Linked DNA regions of Mus musculus: region 2 is linked to region 1. A link is a contact called in public Hi-C data. All regions are on one chromosome and are shown on one strand. The core of a region is the stretch at or near the end of the contact, and the rest is flanking DNA. Distances in the headings are between cores, read along the strand shown. Region 1 has its middle 20 kb from the start of 2510039O18Rik. Region 2 overlaps Draxin (dorsal inhibitory axon guidance protein).

What was found. A called contact is a pair of places that touch in the nucleus more often than the background predicts.
Region 2: a contact with region 1 is called in a Hi-C map of the N1E-115 cell line, with 7 times the contacts expected there. The contact joins two enhancer-like sites. A contact is called at or near these places in 1 of 15 datasets of contacts at CTCF or cohesin (embryonic stem cells), 9 of 484 Hi-C or Micro-C datasets (B cells, the G1E-ER4 cell line, the N1E-115 cell line and 2 more), 2 of 115 datasets of contacts at active chromatin or transcription factors (embryonic stem cells and microglia) and 1 of 9 other capture datasets (embryonic stem cells).

Annotation. Positions count from the first base shown.
Region 1 is chr4:147,958,721-147,962,785 of GRCm38.p6, forward strand. No RefSeq gene overlaps it. Among named protein-coding and RNA genes, the nearest start is that of 2510039O18Rik, 20 kb to the left of the region's middle. Within about 2 kb of position 1,656, at least 14 of the 459 cell types and tissues checked have an H3K27ac peak or open chromatin away from gene starts, as enhancers often do. A contact at or near this core is called in the N1E-115 cell line, where this site is marked.
Region 2 is chr4:148,113,377-148,117,441 of GRCm38.p6, forward strand. It overlaps Draxin (dorsal inhibitory axon guidance protein), which reads right to left. Exons shown (of 7, transcript NM_027426.3): 2 at 2,183-2,624. The coding sequence starts at 2,615. Among named protein-coding and RNA genes, the nearest start is that of Draxin, 15 kb to the right of the region's middle. Within about 2 kb of position 2,330, at least 51 of the 459 cell types and tissues checked have an H3K27ac peak or open chromatin away from gene starts, as enhancers often do. A contact at or near this core is called in the N1E-115 cell line, where this site is marked.

The DNA of each region.
Region 1 (4,065 bases), core at 406-2,905:
TTTTTACTTCAGAGATCCACCTGTCTCTGCCTCCCACTGCTGGTAGTAAAGGTTTGTGCCACCACCACCAGGCATGTATGGGTGTTTGCCTGCATGCATATCTATGCATCACATACATGCCCACTGTCTGCAGGGTCCAGAAAAGGGTGTCAGACCCTGGAACTGGGATTATGGGTTATGGATGGTTGTAAGCCATAATGTGGGTGCACGGAATCGAACCCGAGTCTTCTGTAGGAAGTCGAAGTTCTCCTGTCATATGAAGCGAGGAGGTTGTACTTGGTGGTCTCCAGTTCCAGGATATGTTTGCTAGTTGTTAACTAAACTAACTTGACACAACCTAGACTCACTCGGGGGAAAGATTTTCAGTGAGGTATGGTCTAGATCAGGTTGGCCTGTGGGCACATCTGCAGGGGACAGTCTTGACTTCCTTAACTGATGTGGGAGGACAGAGCTTGAAAGTGGGGAGGGGCATGATTCCATAGTTTGAGGCCCTGAGTTGTATGTACAGAAGAAGGGAGCTGAGGGTGCATGCCTCCATTTCTTTCTGCTCTGGACTGTGGATGTGATGGGGTTCACCGTTCCTGATGTCCCTGGAACATTGGGCTGCAAGCTGGAACTGTCAGCTAAGACTAGCTCTTTCTCCACCAACGTGATTTTTGTCAAAGTATCTTTTCACGGTAACAGAAGTGAAGCTAGGACACAGGCTTCCCACATGCTGGATAAACTCTCTACCAACTGAGATATATCCTCAGCCTCTAATATTTTGTATAATAAAAAAGTCTATGGATGTAGATGATTGTGGCCCATGGCTGCCATGATCCCCTGTAGTCTTAGCCTAATACATTTACTGACATATTTAAAACAAGCCATGTGATCTAAGCTTATATATACTTCCACCAAAGATTTATTTTTTTTGTATTTATTTGTTTTATATGTATGCATGTTCTACCTTCATGTGTGCCTGCGCATACATGTATGTGTCCTGAGGCCAGAAGAACATGTCAGATCCCTTGGGACTGGAGTTACAGTGATGAGCCACCACGTGGTTGCTGGGAATTGAACTCAGGTCCTCTGGAAGAACAGTCAGTGCTCTTTACTGCCACATGGTGGCTCACAACTGTCCATAACTCCACATCTAGGAAATCCTACATCCTCTCTTATCTCCACAGGCACCAGGCATGTGCCTGATGCATATGGGCAGGCAAAACGCTCATATACATGAAAAATAAAATAAACATAAAATTTAAAATTACTGCAACAAGCACACAGCCCAGTCTCCAGAGAGAACTAACATTGGCTGTTATCTGGCTTGTGATACCTGAGCAATCTGACCCCATGGGTCTGTGCTGTTATCAGCCCATACCACAGATGAGGAGACTAGTCCATCTGTCCATCTGTCCATCCATCCATGCATCCACCCACCCACCCACCCATCCTTGTAAGGCCAGGCTCAGGCTTTGAGCTTCCCAGCTTCGAATTCCTGATGTTACTACAAGAAGGATGCTTATGCCTATTTGTAGTCAAGTGTAGGCCTCCAGAGAGGCCCTTCATCCCCTCCTTGTCCCTACTCAAATCTTGCCTCTGTCTCATATCCTTGGGATGTCCCCTATAGAATGCTGCTACTCTATCTCCAGCAGGTGGCGCTGAAGGCCTTTTCCTTACCTGGGTAACATGACCAGTTCCCCCTCTGGATGACACTGAACAGTTAGTTGTCCCACAGCTTCCTGGGTAGGCGGAAGTGAGATCCTGCCCCAGCCCACTGCCAAATGGGCAAAGGCTGTGTTTGGTTCCAGTGAGCTTCTTTTGGGGGCTACATTAAGGGGTCCATTTGGCTCCCAGAGCCTGCAGCAAGCCAGCTTATTGTGGGGGGGGGGATCTGATTGGAGGCCTCTGAGCTGTCCTTCCTCTGTGGGAAGTCCCATGTCTCAGGACCCTAGGGGCAGTGGTGAGACTGTGGTTTAGAAGGTGAGGAGGCTCAGGGATGGGGTGAGGGGCCACGGGAAGCTTGTGAATGGGGTATGATCTCAGAGGCAGACAGTCTCAGCTTGGACACTGGAATCTATCCATCATCGACACTGCTGGCCATTCCTTTCTGCATTCCACAACAGCCCCACAGGGTGAGGACCATCTACAGAGCTACAGAGATGGGTCTGTCACGAGCCCCATCAGCACCTCAGACACTTGATCTCCACTCTGAGCTTTTGTGAGGATGCTGAGAGCAGGGAGCAAGGATGATGGGCATGGGTCAGCACTCCTCGGAAAAGTAGGTCTTGGCGCTGTTGACCAACCCTTCCTCTCCTTGCCCCATAGTTTTTGGCATGGTAGATGGGAGAGAGCACCCATTTTGGAATAAAAGACAGCTTAAGCCTCAATTCTACTGATGCTGCATGGCACTTCCCAAGTACTTCACTTAGTGGGGCCTCAGTTTTCCTAGTCTGGTTAGATGGATTCCATCTAGTTAGATGGGTGAGTCTGACCTGGCCAGGATGGCTTACAAGATAGACAGGAAAGACAATATAGGGTCTTTGAGGGATAAGGGCGTGGTCTCCTGTATACCAGGTTGGTCTTAAACTTGCTGTGTAGTTGAGAAAAACCTTGAACTTCCAGTCCTCCTGTTTCCACCTATTAAGTCATGGGTTACAAGTTTGCACCACCATGCCTGGCTTGTGTAGAGTTGGGGACTGAACTCAGTGCAGTCATGCACACTAAGCAAGCGCTCTATTAACTGTGCCATAGCCCATGCCCAAGACATTGTACTTAAAAAATATATATATATATATATATATATATATATCACACATGACTACACCATAGCTCTTTTCAGACACACCAGAAAAGGACATTAGATCCCATTACAGATGGTTGTGAGCCACCATATGGTTGCTGGGAATTGAACTCAGGACCTCTGGAAGAGCAGTCAGTACTCTTAACCGCTGAGCCATATCTCCAGCCTGACAATATCCTTTTTAAACAAGAAAGGCATAACATTCATTTGGGCTGCCTCCCATCTCTCACCACAGCTGGGCACGGTTGCAGACATGTTTATTTAGAAAACTTAACATTTACATTTCTGTTCTTGCTGTCATCCTTCTAGTGATGAAGAGGGAACCTGAGTCCTTGTGTGCTAAGTTAAATGCTCTCCCGTGGAGCCACACCCAGACCTCAACCTTTTAGTATCATTTCAAAATCAGAGTTTTCCAGAAAACCATTTTAAGCGTTCCATAATACCTTTGTTCTACTGCTGTATCTGGCAAAACGGTCCCATTCCCCTGAGAGATACTCCTCCTGCCCTCTGAGCACTTTGGGCCCCAGTGTTCTGCTATGCCTGCAATACCCCCAGCTGGCTCTGAGGTGCTATCTGCCACTGGTTGGCATCACTCGCTGCAGGATCCCTGGATGTGGGCGTGTTTGAGCTGCAGTCCCCTAGAGCTAGGCTCTACCCTTGCCATGATTCCCTTCTGACCTCTCTACTTCAGTGTTCGCTTGCTTTCTCCAACTCTCCTGGTGCTGAGAGCCAGCTCAGGAGACTGGGAAGCACTTGTGGATCTGCTGGGCCCTGACTTCTTACAGAAGAGCCATTATCCTCTCCAAGAATAAACTACAAGGTCTGTCCTGGGTGTCAAAAGCCAGTGGTTTGAAATAAAGGAGCTTCCTAAAGCCCAGAACCATGCTTTCCTCTGGTAAAGTAGAGTGGACCAGCAGGGATGGGAATCTGACCTCTCCTCTCACCCCCTTCCACTCTGTCTTTCCCTACTCTGCTTATCATGACCCTCTGGTCAGTCTCCCGGGTGGCAAGGCAGGAGCCCTGCTGGAGAGGCCCCAGGAGGGTGCTTCACTGCCCACTGGGGAGCCCTTCCAAGTGGGGTTTGACCTCTGACTGCAGAAGAAGAACCTGCAAGGCCCAGTCTAGCTTCTCTTCTTGGTAATGCATCCATTGCCCAGAAGAGCTTGAGCCCTCATGGGCTGCGATCCCGAGAGCTGCTCAATCACCACGTTTCCAGCAACCATCATTCCACTTAGGGAGCTTTTCCTGGGCTACACATGTGTCTCAGTGGTGGAGTGACT
Region 2 (4,065 bases), core at 1,080-3,579, 160 kb after region 1:
CCCCTCCATGATAATGACTTCATCTAACTTCCCCAGGGACTCTTGAGAAGTAGTTGCTGCTCTGCTCATGAACAGGGGAGGAGCCTGAGCCAGAGAGGTTAGGCAGTTTCGCCAAGGACAAACAGCTCGTGCCTGGCAGAGCGTGGATTTGAACCTCAGTCCTGAGTGCAAACCTGATGCTTTTAACTCCTGGGGCCATCTTGAAAGACACCTGGGTGTGGGATACTGACAGTGGCAGGGAACAACACAGGGTCAGCAGAGGGTCACAAGCAATGGGACCAGGACAGAGGCTGGAGGAGTTGCAGAAATGAACCCCAGTCAATCTGAGGTTTCCCAAATGCTGATAAACTGGCCTGGCCTGGCCTGTGGACTTCACCTGCCCTCTGCCACCATGTCACCATCCCTCAGGACATCCCTGCCGTTTCACTGAAGCCATCACTTCGTGGAAACTATGGGCCCCATGTGAGTCCTCAAGGCATCAACATCTTCTAAACTGGCAGAGGGGATCTCGAGAATGGGAGGGCATGTGTTGCCACGTAGGGGTCTCAGTCGACCTGGCAGGGAGGCAGTTCCTGCCCTACTCCACTCCTGTTGCTATCCACAGGAGAAGCAGGCTGAGGCTGCTCCAGTTTCTTCTTAGAGAAATAATACCCTGTGAACCCCACCAACCCATCTGTGGCGTTGTTGTTCTGCCCCTACAGGCAGTCACAGGTGGCCTGTGCAGGCTCAGGGCCAGGTGAGGCTGGGCAGAGGCCCGCTGGCTGGTGAGTCTCAGGTTTGCTGGAGACTGTTCGTTTGGGCCTGGGTGACCGCAGGAGCACAGGGAATGGAGGCAGAGAGTGTGTTAAGGAAGGTTGAACACAGGCAGACATGGGACGGTGACTTCTCTCTCTCAGGACACTGAAGTTTATGTCTTTGATGCGCCCGAGGACCCAGGGCTTGGTCTTGGGGCTGGAGAGATGATGCAGCAGTTAAGAGACGTCCTGCTCTTGCAGAGGGCCTGAGTTCAATTCCTAGCACCCATGTCAGGCGGCTCACAACTTTGTTTAACTCCAGCTCCTGGGGGTCTGATGACTGTGGCCTCTGGTGGCACCCATACTCACATACACATACACCACCCCACCTCCACACACACATACACATAATTAAAAATAAAAATAAATCTTAAAAAAAAACAAAAACAAAGAAAAACTTGGCTCTCCAGCCAGTGGCTCTCCATGGAAACAGTAGGGCCCTCTGGGAGATGAGGCCTAGCAGAGGAAACTTGAGTCATCAGGGTGTCTTTGAAGGAGATATGGGGACCCAGATGTTCCTGCGCTGTCTCTTCCTTCCTCCCCCTTCTCCTCTCTCATCCCTCCTCTCTGTGTCTATCTGTCTTTCTCTCTCTTCCTCCTCCTTCTCTGGGCCGCTGGGCACCATGAGGTGTCAGTTCTAGGCTTCTTCTATGATGCTTTGTCTCACAACCAAGCAACTGCAGGCTGGACGTCCTGCATTCCCCATCCCAAGTCAACCTCTCTCCTGCTTTGTGCCGCATCTCCCAGTGATCGCCACACGGTGTCGCTGGTGTTCAGGGTTGGAGGATGCCGACTGGGGAGCCAAGGGTTTAGTAGCAGTTTCCCTAGGCTTTGTGAGCATCAGCTCCCTCTTGCACTAAGGTTGGGTGGCATCTTTGCAGCAGGACAAAGCGAGGCTTAGGAAGGGGACTCGCTCAAGGCACAAACTCGCTAGTAGCGGAGTCAGACACGGGTCTCAGCAGATCTGGCTTTAGAGCGCAAGCTCTCCACCCAGACTCTGCTCCAGAGCTCACTAAAGGATGTGCTAGGAGGAAGACTCCAGCCGTTCTGTCTGTACGCAGGGAAGCTGTGAGTAGGGTGGATTTAGGTCAGATGCAAGGTGACTGATTGCCTAAGGGAGCAGAACTTCTATGTCAGTTTCCTCTCTTTCACCCCTGTCTCTCTCCCAGGTCTCTCCCTTAGCCTTTCCCTGCCTGCCAGGCCACTCTGACTTCAGGAAGATGCCTCCCCTCTTCTGGGTACCCCTTCTGCCCTAGGTGGAGACCTCTGAATGGTCTCTTCGGGGCGCGGGGGCTTAACACGCAGACTTTACGACCACTTCCTGCTCTTGGCACTGGATTAGAGCCTTCTCCCGTGTAGTTCCCTCCTCCCCCCAGGTCTCCAGCTACCTCGGTGCAGTCGCAGACGGTCCCTGCGTCTCTTGTGTTCTCTGCCACGTTTCTTCACCCTCTCCCAAGCGGGAGACCGGGCCTCCTTCTCGGGGTAGGGCAAAGTCAGCCCCAGAAGCAGCTCCTTATTCTGCAGAAGGCCAGCAGGGGGCTGTCCGAGTGTCATCTGGGAAGCCTGCTTGGTAGCAGTGACCACAGCCCCCTCCTGGGCCCGGCTAGGCCTTCCTGGGCCCCTGTCTTTCTTCCCCAGGCCCCGACGGCCATGATGGCTTGCCTGGGACACCCACAGTGCAGAGCTGGGGAGGTGGGAGTGGGTCTCCGGCAGGTTCCGGGCAGAGGATCCAGATGCAAGGGTGCCTGCCGTGTGGAGCTCTGGAAACAGCAGGAGGATCAGGAACAGCGTGGGGACCCTGAGGACGGGGCACCCTGCCATTGGCTCTCCCTGAAAGAAAACCAGCATCATGAGTGCTGTACACAGCCCCCCCACCCCCCCACCCCCACACACATACACGACATCCCCTCCCAAGGCTCCATATCTGCATCCCATCATCCAAAATGCTTTCCCCTCGTGGGTGGAGGAGACTCGGCTCCCTGTACACATTTCTGATTTTAACTTTTAAAATGTTTTTTGGATTATATTCTTTAATATTTATTTATCTTATGGATATGAGCACACTGTAGCTGTACAGATGATTGTAAGCCTTTACGTGGTTGTTGGGAATTGAATTTTAGGAACTCTGCTCGCTCTGGCCCAAAGATTTATTTATTATTATACATAAGTACACTGTAGCTGTCTTCAGACACACCAGAAGAGGGCGTCAGATCTCATTACGGATGGTTGTGAGCCACCATGTGGTTGCTGGGATTTGAACTGAGGACCTTTGGAAGAGCAGTCAGTGCTCTTACCCACTGAGCCATCTCACCAGCCCCTGGACTGTTGTTGTTAATTGAGGTTTTATGTTGGTTTTGAGACAGTCTCGTGTAGCCCGTGTAGCCCGGAATAGCAGGAGGAGAACTGTTCCTCCCGCCTCCATCCCTCAAGCATCAGAATTGCAGGCATGAACCACCGTGCCCAGCTTCTTCCCTTTTGGGGGAAGATTAAAAAATTCATTCGCTTACATACATTTATTTGTTATGTATGGTGTGTGTGCATGCAGAAGTCAGTTCTCTCCGTGGGTCAAGTACCACACTCCAGCTTCACAGCAAATTCCTTTACCTATTTTTTTCTCTCTTTTTAAATTGTTAATGATGTCACGTAAATGCAATACCTGGGGAGGCCAGAAGAGGGCACTGGATCCCCTGGAGCTGGGTTCTGAGCAGCCTGATATGGATGGGTGCTGGGAACCAAATTCAGGTCTTTTACAAGAGCGTCAAACAACAAGCACTCTTAACCTAAGAGAACCATCTCTCCAGCTTCTGTTCCCCTCCTTGAGACAAGGTCTTTCTGTGTGGACCTAGAACTTGTTATATAGGCAAGGCTGGTCTCAAACTCACAGAGATTCACCTTCCTCTGCCTCCTGAGTACTGGGATTGAAGGAATACAGCACCACATCTGGCTCTTTCTTTCTTTCTTTCTTTCTTTCTTTCTTTCTTTCTTTCTTTCTTTCTTTCTGTCTGTCTGTCTGTCTGTCTGTCTGTCTGTCTTTCTTTCTTCCTTTAAACCATATTATTATTATTATTATTATTATTATTATTATTATTATTATTTTGAGACAGGATCATGCCGGCCTTGAATTCATGCTGCTCCATCTGCTTCAGGATCCTGCATGCTGGGATGATAGGTGTGAATCACCAAGTGCTGCTGCGGTCATTTCAACATGTCAAAACGGGGTGATGTGAACGATTTCTGATAGGAGGAGGCCAAGAGAGCAGGTGGGCACACC